Regions from separate parts of the Mus musculus genome. Here regions 1 and 3 are each linked to region 2. The links are chromatin contacts, called in public ChIA-PET and HiChIP or PLAC-seq maps. All regions are on one chromosome and are shown on one strand. Each heading gives the region's core, a stretch centred on a gene start, on an enhancer-like site or on the middle of the called end of the contact. The rest is flanking DNA. Distances are from core to core; before and after follow the strand shown.

Evidence for each region. ChIA-PET counts read pairs in DNA pulled down with a chosen protein or histone mark. HiChIP or PLAC-seq counts read pairs in DNA pulled down with a chosen protein or histone mark.
Region 1: a contact with region 2 is called in an H3K27ac HiChIP or PLAC-seq map of epiblast stem cells, with 4 times the contacts expected there. The contact joins two enhancer-like sites. A contact is called at or near these places in 2 of 484 Hi-C or Micro-C datasets (bone marrow-derived macrophages and liver), 3 of 115 datasets of contacts at active chromatin or transcription factors (embryonic stem cells, epiblast stem cells and memory CD8 T cells) and 2 of 9 other capture datasets (embryonic stem cells and macrophages).
Region 3: a contact with region 2 is called in an RNA polymerase II ChIA-PET map of memory CD8 T cells, with 8 read pairs. The contact joins two enhancer-like sites. A contact is called at or near these places in 1 of 484 Hi-C or Micro-C datasets (bone marrow-derived macrophages), 2 of 115 datasets of contacts at active chromatin or transcription factors (memory CD8 T cells and pancreatic cancer cells) and 3 of 9 other capture datasets (embryonic stem cells, liver and macrophages).

What each region holds. Positions count from the first base shown.
Region 1 is chr11:21,162,541-21,166,504 of GRCm38.p6, forward strand. No RefSeq gene overlaps it. Among named protein-coding and RNA genes, the nearest start is that of Peli1, 73 kb to the left of the region's middle. Within about 2 kb of position 1,966, at least 55 of the 459 cell types and tissues checked have an H3K27ac peak or open chromatin away from gene starts, as enhancers often do. A contact at or near this core is called in epiblast stem cells and memory CD8 T cells, where this site is marked.
Region 2 is chr11:20,955,797-20,959,682 of GRCm38.p6, forward strand. All of the region lies in intron 6 of Gm32293 (a long non-coding RNA gene), which reads left to right. Among named protein-coding and RNA genes, the nearest start is that of Gm46273, 40 kb to the left of the region's middle. Within about 2 kb of position 2,360, at least 72 of the 459 cell types and tissues checked have an H3K27ac peak or open chromatin away from gene starts, as enhancers often do. A contact at or near this core is called in epiblast stem cells and memory CD8 T cells, where this site is marked.
Region 3 is chr11:21,138,680-21,142,914 of GRCm38.p6, forward strand. Peli1 (pellino 1) reads left to right here. Exons shown (of 7, transcript NM_023324.2): 3 at 1,885-2,014; 4 at 3,877-3,978. Among named protein-coding and RNA genes, the nearest start is that of Peli1, 49 kb to the left of the region's middle. Within about 2 kb of position 1,457, at least 18 of the 459 cell types and tissues checked have an H3K27ac peak or open chromatin away from gene starts, as enhancers often do. A contact at or near this core is called in memory CD8 T cells, where this site is marked.

The DNA of each region.
Region 1 (3,964 bases), core at 716-3,215, 210 kb after region 2:
CTGCTACAAGCACAGGAACTTCAGGTTGAATTCTCTTCACTTGCTAATAATGCAGGCCGTACTAATACAGCAGGATTGAAATATAGCCCCCCCAAAATCATCAAAGACAGAAGGTAAATAGATAGATGATAAATAGATAATAAATAAGTAGATGATTAATTGATAGATAGATAGATAGATAGATAGATAGATAGATAGATAGATAGATGACTGGCCTTATTGCTGTAAGATTTCCTTCCTTCTCGAAAGCCCCATTCCTGGTGCAGTTGGAAATATTTGATCTTGCCAATTAAAGACCTTAGCTTCTTAAGAAGTTGGTGGCTCAAGCCTTTAATCCCAGCACTTGGGAGGCAGAGGCAGGCGGATTTCTGAATTCGAGGCCAGCCTGGTCTACAGAGTGAGTTCCAGGACAGCCAGGGCTACACAGAGAAACTCTGTCTCAAAAAAACAAAACAAAACAAAACAAAAAAACAAAAAAAAAGGAAAAAGAAAGAAAAAAACCATTCCTTTTTTCCTTTTCAAAATGTCTCTCTCACTGATTTTGCTGAGGAAATTATTCTCTCTGTACTTTTTTGACCTACATGGATTCAGTTACTTCCTGCTTCAGCCATAATTACAGCTTTCCATAGTAGAAGATGAGCCTTGCATACTTTCCTCCCGTGTATCCTGTCTGACTCCATCGTTAACCCTCTGGACCTCAGAGCAAGCATGGGCCCCAGGATCTGGAAACATGGTACAAAGCTTTGCTTGATAATTCTCAGAGTTTCATTGATCCATAATTGCCTACTACTGGAGGGTGGGGATCGGGGAGAGAGGGTTGACACCTCCTCATATTGTTGTGCCCTGAGTCCACCTGAAACCCAGATAAGCCCAAGAATTGCAAAGTCCGCTGCAACTGGCTGTTTCAAGTTCAATCTCTGTTCACCTCCCCGCACTCACCGCATGAATGCTGGCAAGCGAACCTGAGTCCAGAAAACATTGGGTTTATATACAGTATAGTTAGGAATAGTGTGACTATTCACAGAAAAGGGGAGTAGAGGGTGGAATAGTACGGAAGCAGGGGTGGGGGGTTAATGGGTGTCTGTTCAAGGACTTTTTTTTTATGGCCAGTCATAACTGTGATCTGACCTCTGTTTAGCTTTTTTGCCATGGTCTCCCTTGAGCTTGTTATTTCTCTAAGGTCTAGGACAGGCACCTGGAGTTCTTATCAGCAGGAGTGTTGGTTTTTGGAGACACAGAGGCGGGGAGAAGGTCTCAGAATGTCCTCATTATGGGTCGTGCCATTCTAACGCTAGGAGGGGGAGGGAGCCCCAGGCTGCTGCAGGAGGATGCAGCACAGAAACCAGCTGTCTGCAAATCCTGCTTGCCTGGGCGGGGGAGAGGGGGAGCCTCTGGCAGGGAACGCAGAGGCAAACTGTACTGTCTGTACAACACTGAAGTCTCTCTAGTATCAGTAATTCAGGGGTTACAACAGTATCAAGCCTCCACCCCCAAATCTGGGTTAATTCTGTGTTCACTTTTAATCTTCCAACTCCCTGCCTGTTACTCAAACATTTATGCCTCTTTCCCGCCATGGGGAATTGGTACAGGCATCGTTGCTTCTTGTGTTTGGCGTGGCTCTACCTATGATCAGGGGAAATCCTTCAGGTTCAGCCTTGCTGGGACATAAGAGTATATTTTGTTTCAACAGGCTGTTTTTTGTTGATCGAAATCACTTGATTTCAAGCTTTTGTCTTCCCCTGAAATAAAAGACTCATCACTTGGCTGGCTTTCTCTGTACTCACGGAGTTAGCGAACCATGGGGACAGGAGCTTATGGGAAGGCAAATACATTGGCCTACTATGTCACACATATTATCTCTGTGTATCAGCACATCCCCAGAGCCAGCAGAAGGGAAGCCAGCATCAATACCACAACTGCTGCTTAGGTGTCAGGTACAGTCACATCCACCTTGAGTGCAAACGTCAGTGGACTCCACGTGAGCCTGATCAGAATGTTGCCACCATCCATCTCTCTCTACCCATCTACTCTGGTTCAAACGAGTCATGCTCCGTTGCTCTTGGCTCCACATCCCACCTATCAGCTGTCAGTGTTGCTAAAGGGCCCTTTCTAATTTCACAAAGCCACTGTGGGCCCACATTAACCTTGCCACGACAACCCTAGGCACTCTACCTATCTATCACCTGGATCTCTGACCCAGTACCTCCTACTTCCCTGTCTGACCTACAATATACAAAGTAGCCTACAATATACAAAGTGTCTGTCTGGCACTCTGCAGTTTCCCTACTTTGCATCCTGCATCTTCCTTTGATGTGACTCTGCCTCATTTCCTCATCTCCCTGTCACCCTCCAAGCCTGCCCGCCTTACTCTGCTGCAGCCATACTGCAGTCTTCCTGTCAACCATGGCACTCATTTCTATGACAAGCTCTTTGCATGTTTCCTCAGATGTCTGCCATTGTCCCAGGTCACCTCCCCTACAGCCCTTAGTTACTGTAACTGCATTGCTTTATTGGTTTATGCCTTTGTCAGCTCTTACTTCCCTTCATGGGAAGCAACCTTCTGAGAGCCTCTGCTTGGCCTTTTGCCACCATATTCCTAGCCTGGCACACAGTGGACAGCAGTACGTACTCTGGACTGGAACTAATTTCAAGCAGAGGAAAAGGGAAACAGATAAAGATTACTTTATTGTGCTGGGAATTGAAGCCAGGGCCTTGTGTATGCCAAAACTTCACCTCCGAGTTCTATCCCTACCCAAAAACAATGTTTTTTTTGAAACACACACACACACACACTCATAAGACTAATGGCTAGCATTTTATTTCTCTGTTCAGACATGCTAATCTCTGCGTGAAGCAATTGTGGGGATAGTGTGCTCTCTGGGCAAGGAACTTGGCTGGGTGACAACTAGTTGTCTATAAGGCAGCATCTTAAGATAACCAGGTCAGATCAAGTAGACATTGGTCATCACGGTGATCAGCTGTCTTTGCAGGAGTAAAGTCTGAATGGTTCCTATGTGCTTTGCAGTAGACCACCCACTGTTTTAAGGTTCTCTAATTGCTGAACCATATTCTTTCATTTCTTTCATTTTGAGCAAAGCTGACATGGCAAGAAGTGAACTCAGGCATTTGTAGTGATTTTTAAGTATCTCATGACAATCACTGGTGATTTCTTGAGTTTTCAAGTCTGAGCTTTCCTTGATATGTTAACATTTCAAATGACACCAGAAAGTCCCAAATGATGACAAAACTACAAGGACTGTATCAGTTCGTTTATGTACTTTGAAAGAGGATCTGTGATGGCTAATCTCCATTGTTGACCTGGCTGGTTTTGTGTGTCAACTTGACACAAACTAAAATCATCAGAGAGAAAGGAGACTCTGTTGAGGAAATGCCTACATGAGATCCAGCTGTAAGGCATTTTCTCAATGAGTGATCAGTGATGGAGGGCCCAGTTCATTGTAGGTGGTGCTAGGCTGGTGGCCCTGAGTTCTATAAGAAAGCAGACTGAGCAAGCCAGTAAACAGCATCCCTCCATGGTCTCTACATCACTCCAGTCCTACTTGAGTTCCTGTCCTGACTTCCTCCACTTCTGAACTATGATATGGAAGCATAAGCTGAATAAACTCTTTCCTCCCCAATTTGCCATGATGTTTTATTGAAGCAATAGAAACTCTAACCAGGCAGTTATCAACTTGGCATTGTTAGCATTTTGTCTAAGCTCTGCCCCACAGTTACCTGGTAATAGTCAGGTAGGTCTGACCCACTATAAAAGGGGCTGCTTGTCCCTTCCTCACTCTCTTGCTCTTGTTCCTCTCGCACTCTTGCTCTGTTCTCTTATCCCTTCCCCTCCCCTCTCCATGTGCCCGCTCCTCCTCCTCCTCCTCCTCCTCCTTCTTCTCCTTCTTCTCCTTCTCCTTCTTCTTCTTTTCTCTCTCTCTCTCTCTCTCTCTCTCTCTCTCTCTCT
Region 2 (3,886 bases), core at 1,110-3,609:
CACGGACTGGAGGTAACTGGTGCGGGCAGCATTTGTGGAATGTGACTGTTCTCCCTGTTTGCCTTGTTGGCAAGACTATTCCATCCTTTTTCTTTCTCCCTATGTAACAATGCCCACGTCTACTGCACATGCCTACCCGCCCCCTCTCCCGGTCCTGAATGGATCGGAAGGTGTCTTGGTGCTTGTGGTCAGTCTTTGGTGTGGGAGCAGGCTCAGTTTTAGAGTAAAGGTTAACGGCTAAGCATAGGAGGAAGGGGAGCACAGAGAAGACTAGTATTCAGAAAACCAAGGCAAGTAAAAGGGCTGAAAAGACAGCAGGACAGGCAGGCAAGATAGGCCAGCAGAGCTGTGGAGGAACAGACTGGAGCCCAGCTATTAATAAATATAATGCAATGAGGGGGCATCTTTGGACAGCCCATGACAAGGAATAGCCCTGAGAAATTACATTATGCAATAGATCTGGTGCAAAAGGGTGGTACTGGAGGGGTGGGGGGTGAGGACCTGAGGGGAGGGATAGAGGCAGACAGACAGGGATCCGTGAAGGCAGAGAGAATGGGCAGGGGTAGGATTCAGGGAGAGAGAGAAGGAATGGAGAGGGACAGGGACAGAGACGGAGACGGAGACAGAGAGCAGCTAGAGAGCCATGAGGGCAGAGAGAATAGGCGGGGTAGGGTTCAGGGAGAGAGAGAAGGAAGCAGGGGAGAGAGAGACAGACAGAGAAAGACAGAGACAGACACAGAGACACAGACAGAGTCAAAGAGACAGACAGACAGACAGAGAGCTAGCATGGCAGGCAGACCTTTTTATCTGCAGGTGGTGGCAGATGACAACATAAGCAACTGCTCGGTCCCTGAGAGTCCTGTACACTGACACTGACAGGTAAGCTGGGAACAGCTCAAGTAGACAGAGTCAGAAAGGCTGGTAAAGAAAGCAGCACCAAGCGTTATAGGATTAAGGGTGCCAGCAGAGGCTCGGGCAGGACAGATGGCTGGAGTTAGTTAGAAGGGAGGAGAGGTGTGGAAGGCTACTGTGTCCACCAAGGACCCTGCAGTCCTGATGGATGGTGGAGGAGTTTGAAGCAGGAGCTGTGTGGACATTTCTGTTTCCCCAAGTTTACATGTCAATGTCTTGATCCACAATACAGTAGTTTCTAGAGGTGGAGCCTTGGGGAGTTCATTAGATTTTATAGTCATAGGATGTGACCCCATGATGAGATGTATGCTCTTTCCGGAAGAGGAAGAGACCAGAGCCCTCTCCACTCTGTTGTTTGAGGACAAGGTGTTAAGGTAGCTGTGAGAAAGCCACATTAGGAATGAATTTTCAGATCTGGAGTGCTGTGTGAAGTCAGTCCCCGGCAGTTAGGCTGCCCAGCCTGCGCTGCGGTGTTATACCTGCTGACTGAGGTCAAAGCTGTCCCCCAGCCAGTCAAATGAAAGGTGGCCCTAGGTAGGGATGGACAGGGCACAGGGTTAGAGGATGGCAGCAAGTCCCCTGGGAAGTGGAAAGGCTGCTGACCAAGGGGCTGGTGAAATGGCTGCTGAGCTGAGAGCTTTGTGAGGTCAGAGGTCACTGTTTAGGATCTAAACCTCACAAGTATAGATCCCTTCAACTGCCCTCAAGAGCCCACATAAGAAGAAAGAAGGCTAACGGAAGAGGACAGAGAGGTTAATGTTGCAGAGAAAAGAGCAAGAGAAGAGCAACTTACATATACAAACATGTGAATATAGCCATGCATACTTATATGATTATATGTGTTTATATGAAGAAACATAATAGATAAATGGATGGATAGATAGATAGATAGATAGATAGGGAAGGATACACATGACTTATTAAAATGGAATAGGGGATATGTGTGTGTGTGTGTGTGTGTGTGTTCATATATGTGTGCTATCAAAGAATGATTTTGGCAAATTAATCTTTACTAGGAAAAAAAAAAAAAACCCAGAAGAAGTAAATATACTTCTTAGGAAGATGATATAGTATTCCAGGTCAGAATGAGCAAGTACTCTTGGGCTCACCTCAGAACTATTCTTAGCACAGGCTCAGGGAGCCAGTGAACTTGGCATGGCCCCTGACAGGGAGCAGGTGAAAGGAGGTAGGTCTGGGCTGCATTTGTAAGGTCATTAAAGAAGTCTTAGCACCATGTTGCCTGCTGTAGAGATCTCACAGCCAGCCAAGGGGACTGCTTCCTAGAAACCTGAGAGAGCTAAGGGCAGGGCCAGGGATGAAGTCAGAATTTCCCTGGGGCACACACCTAAAGCCAGTCTACTGAAGACCTAGAGTGTACTTGGGCGGCTACCCTGGAGTAGCAGACATTTCAGCCCATGCTTAGCCTGGGCGGGCTTTCAGAAGTGGGGATTAAGGCAAACGGTGGTTCTGGAGGTTCAGTGACCTTCCACATAGCCTAGATAAGTGCCTGAGCTCTGCTAGAGGAGCCCCTGGGAGAATGTACCTAGTTCTTTTTAGTCTCTGCAGGCCCAGCCTGAGGCGACAAGGACACAGCAGCTTCTCTGAGAAATACCTTTCACTTTATTTAATTCCCGTTTCCTCTGGGTGAGCAGCCTCGAACTTCAGGAAGCTTCATTTCCTTCCCCTCTTCAAAATGCTCCGGTTTTAAGCCTTTGTTTACATTAGCCAAGGCAAAACCAGTTTCTGGTTACACAGCTGGTGACAGGAAGAAAAGGTGAAAGCCCAAAGCCAGCCCACTAAGGCCAAAGTTGCTAAGAGATCAGATGTTCACATGGGGAGTTAGCAGAATTAACGCCTAACTTCTTGCCCCAGCTTCCTTCAGACTAATACCACTGCCAAGAGATTCCACTATGAGTGAGCAGCCCCAGTCACTCTGCCCCTGCCCCTCCCCCGTCCCTGCCCCTGCCCCTGTCCCTGTCCCTGCCCTTCCCCCCTGCCCCTCTGCTGCCCCTCCGCCTGCCCCTGCTGCCATAGGACTTTTGGTTTTGTTACAAGATGGAGTGGGTCAGTGTGAACGGCTCCTGGAATATGTTTTGCTCTTTCTCCTTTTGTTCAGGTTTGTTGCTCTCTTAGAGTTTTATCAGAATTCAGAAGTGTACATAGAGGAAAACCTAGGTCATGTGGATGCTCCCAAAGGGACTAGAATTTATCTGAAACTCATGTGGGAGGAGCTAACAAAGGAAAACACAGCTCTGTTGGAGGGTGGGAGGAGGTGTGGATGCAGGGACAGGGTGGCAACCTGGGCAGAGAGAAGGAAGAGACCAACATGGCCTTGTGTGCACAGGCGGAGGCAAGCGTTGCAATACCGATGAGTGCCATGTCTGGCAGGTTTGACTCTCATGAGTGACACAGGGTATTCATTACCCATCCCCTTGGCATTTCCTCCAGTTTGACCTATTATTAACATTCATCTGCCCACATTGTTTTCCTGTCTTATTCCAATTAGTAAAAGATGAAATTCTCTTGGCTAAGTGGCACCTTTCTGAGGTGGAGTGTCTTTGGAGTAGGACCCCAAACATAATATCTATATCTGACCAAAGCCATCAGCACATTACAAAGAATTCCAAATGTTCCTGATAAGGGTCTAGTTCTGCTTCCTTCAGGTGTCTTCAGCTCCTGGGCATTAACTGAACATCTACTTATAAATGGGGAGGACACAGATAAATGAAGCAATGGCTTTTGTAGGTTCACAGACCACTAGGAAGGCAACATAAATGCATCTAGCAGTAGCTGCCTCTGTTGAGGGTCACAGCCAATGGTGTGAGCATGAAGTGTCCTTCCCAGACCATTTGTTAAAGCCCATTGGTTATCAGCCAGTGGGCTTTGGGAAATTGATTGGATTCTGAAAGCTCCGATCCAATCAATGGGTTCATCCTTTGATGCATTAATAACTTGATAGTATCAACAGAAGATG
Region 3 (4,235 bases), core at 207-2,706, 180 kb after region 2:
AGGCAGACGCAGGTGGATTTCTGAGTTCCAGGCCAGCCAGGGCTACACAGAGAAACCCTGTCTCGGAAAACAAAACAAAACAAAAAAATAATAATAATAACAATAATAATAATCAGCTAAGCGTTAGCAGTAGTAATCACCTTTGTATTTTCTTGGTAGCTTAAAATACAAATATGATTCTAGAAGTGAACTGGACAAGGTGGTCGAGAGGCATTCGGAAGAGGAATTAGTTGAGGCCCTTCAGAAGACAATGTGAGGGCAGTAACGAACCTACAGTAGGTCTGGTGACAATGTATGAGCTAAAACAGTGTCTTAGCCAGGAGAGCCCCCCCTTACAGAACCTGATAGCAAGACTCTATCTGAGCACATAGTTCATCCTCGCTGTCTCCCTCCATCTCTCCCTGCATTTACGGTGCTGAGGACCAGACTCAGCCTGGCGCATGGTAAGCATTGCTCAAATTTATGTAATTTTTACATATGGCAGTCACTGAATGAACTCCTCAGCTTTGAAATATGATTCTTTTTCCTTGTTAATTACTATTTCAGGCCATTTTGTAATCACCTCCATCATCCTCAAATCCTTCCCTATTTTCTACTTCATTTCTGCTCAGATAGAGCAGCTATATTTGAGAGGGTAAAGATTTTCATTAGGGTGAAGAAACAGTGAACAAGGAGTATTATTGTTGAATTGCTGCTTACGTCTCAAGGGAGCAGTAGGAATGGCACACATACAGCCCCAAGGACATGGTGTTCTACTTAATTTTCTATTGCTGTAGTCATATACTGGCCAAACTGACTTGTGGCAGAAAGGGTTTGTTCCACTTATACTTTATAGTCCATTATCACAGGAAGCCAGGGAAGGAGCTCAAAGCAGGAACTGTAGCAGAGACTGTGGAGGAATGCTACTTACTGGCTTGCTCAGCTTGCTTTCTTACATAACCTAGGACCACTTGCCCATGGGTAGTACCACCTGTACTGGGCTGGACCCTGCTGTATCAATAATCAATAATTAATGCCGCTCATACTGTCTTCTGAACACCCACAACAGACTATACTCCATTTCCCTCAAATGCCTCTACACAGTCAGTCTGATGGAGGCAGTTCTTCCCTGAGACACCCTCCTCCCAGGTGACTCAGCTTATGTCATATGTAGCAGTCATACATGGATTCATATTCTGGTTTGCCAGTGTCATTCTGGGACTTGAGAAAACTAATTGCTGTATGCCTGTTTAACCTAGCAGGTTTTGTTTGTTTTTGCTTTTGAGTGTAGGGTTAATTGACGTAGAGTTCAGTGCTTCCTGGGTGTGTGATACATGCCCAGATGTTTAAGTTTGTTTTCACTTTTCCGCACTTGTTTTATATGTCTTACTTGCTTGCCATGAGATTAACATGTGCTCTAGAGAAATGATTGGAAGAGTGAAGCAGCAGATGTAGATGTAACATAGTTGGAATAAAACTCAGTTGGATAGGAGCTGACAACACACCAGTGCTCTATTCAGGTAGTTAGGACTTTACAAGGCCAGACACTGCTTGTTTCAGAAGTTGAGCATTATGGTGTTGGGTTCACAATTAAAGGAGAATCTGTTTCAATTACTGCTGCAAAAAAATATACCTTAAAATATATCACAATATTTCTGTTACTCAGTTCTTGCTTATATAGATAACTTAAAGCTGTGTACAATACTTCTATGTGGTTCAAAACATAGCCAGACAGATCCTCATTTTGATTCAGACCCATGCAGCTGTTCTGGAGATGAGCAGTTGCTAGAAGGAATCTGCGGTCATCAAGGATTGAATGTACGTGGAGGCAAACAATAACTTTGCTTCATAGTAGTGTGATCCTTACAAGAGACCAGCTAAACTTTTTTTTTCCTTTCTTATCAGATATAATGGATCTCTCCCAAACGGTGATAGAGGAAGGAGGAAAAGTAGGTTTGCTTTGTTTAAAAGACCTAAGGCAAATGGGGTGAAGCCTAGCACCGTGCACATTGCATGTACTCCTCAGGCTGCCAAGGTAAGATAAAGTTGTAAAGAAGTTAACTTGGAAAGTTGAAATATTTTTATGTGTGGTCTGCAGTGCTTCACATTTCTGTTTTGAATTGATGGTATTTGAAAAGCTGCCATATGGAATTCCGCATTAAAAATGACAGACCAGAGGCAGGTAGAAATCAAAAGAAAATATCTTGATTCTCTAAGGCTGTCTGAGTTCTCTGGGTTTATTTTCTTCTTGGCATATGACATGCTTATGTTTTGCCCCACCTCCATGTGCAATGGGAGCACATTTTCAGCAGTGCCCACAGTGTAACTTCTCACCCTCGAGGCCTTGTCAGCCCTCCCAGCCCACTTCATTTCCTCACCAAGTTTTAGAGGCCAGGTGAGGAAATGTAACCGTAAGTTTAAAAGTAGTCAGTGTAAAAGTAGAGGAAGTTTTCAGTCCTCATTTTGCCTTGGAATTTCTCTTTCCAGTTTATAGCACAGACTGAATTAATTCAGTAATGTGGGGTCCAGATAAGAACAATTACAGAGTTCCTTGACTTCTAGAAGTTGTACATAAGCATTACATCATCTATGTTAGGTCCTTGTTAGGTTAAATAAATGAGCTGCATTAGAACTGGTAAATTGAAGTTGATTAGATTTCAGCCTTGTTTTATATCAAAGTTAGATATCAAGCCTTGATTTGGCTGCTCGTTGATTACTGTTTGAGAGCCGAAGAGTCTGTAGAAGGGCTGGTCTTCTAACCTGTTTCCTCCTGTTCCTTTGTAGAGAAGGCGTGTGTTCAGTAGACGCTGCAGCTCAGTCTGGGCTGCTCTGTAGTATTTGCGCATCTGGAATGTACCACATCTTCATTGTGCAGAACTGTCCCATGCATTACAAGATACTGAAATTCTTGGGTCCCGTGTACTAAAAGTCATTTAATCACTGCCATTATTGTTACAGTCAAACGCATTTAAGTATTTTCAAATGCCTCTTAGGTGTTTAATCTGGTCTCTGGTTGAGGACCACTGGCAAGGAGATGTTTATAATCTACCTCTAAAATACTTTCTCATTTTGTGTGTGCACATGCATGTATGTGTATGCAGCGAATGCGCCACCATGTCCGGCTGAAAAATAATTTTTTAATATTAGAATTTCAAAAGGCCTTACCTATTTTACAGATTACCTAAAAAGCAAAAACAAACATTTCCCCTTTTTACTATGTGTAGTTACTCTTGTATCTTTTTATCTGTTTTCCTCTTATAAAACCTTCTTTGTGCAATAACTAGGTTTTCCCCTTCTGATATTATCTTCAACTCATTAACATATGAAAACGAAGCTGAGCACTTCTTTTAGGAGAGCAGTTCAGCTTAGGATAAGTCAAAAATATGGCCATCAGAAATACATCTATTTCTTCTTGTAATGTTTAATCATCCTGTAGATTTTTCTGTATCTGATCTGGAATATGATAAAACTTGTCATCTGTAGGATTAGAAAAATGAACTCATAATTCTAGCTTAACTGTATATATAAATTTTTATGTCACTTTAAAAAAATTTTTTTCTTGCAAGATTTTGAATTTTTTCCTTATCAGAGATGGATGTTGGTTTTAGTTTCCATGTGGTATTTGATATTAATTCCCTTAGAATTTAAAGTGCTTTTAAGAGAAACACAGATTCTTAAGAAGCTTAAATTTATGTTTTTGTTCCATGACTATTAAAAAATATTCCCTCAACCTGAGGAAACCACAATTGAAGTTATATAGAGTTTCTTGCCTGTACCCAAAATTCCAGCGTGTGTGTGTGTGTGTGTGAGACAGAGAGAACATTTTACCTTCTTTAATGAAGATATTTTTCTGATTTAATGACTGCTAATATTTGCTGTTAACCCTTTCATTCATAGGCAATAAGCAACAAGGACCAGCATAGCATATCATATACTTTATCTCGAGCCCAGACGGTGGTGGTTGAATATACTCATGACAGCAACACTGATATGTTTCAGGTACTATAACATTATTGTTTTTTTTTCTTTAAAAAAGTTAAAAATCTGTTGTTGGTGACTTTGCTATGACTAGATTAAATATTATGCTTTCATGCTGTATGTTTAAAATATGTATTGATTTTTTTAACCTCATTTAAATGTCATTACAGTGTGGTTTAAAGATGGGCTCTGAAGTTAAGAGCACTTGCTGCTCTTGCAGAGGACTCGGGTTCCCAGCACCCTCATTAGGTGGCTCATAACTGCCTGGGACTCCAGTT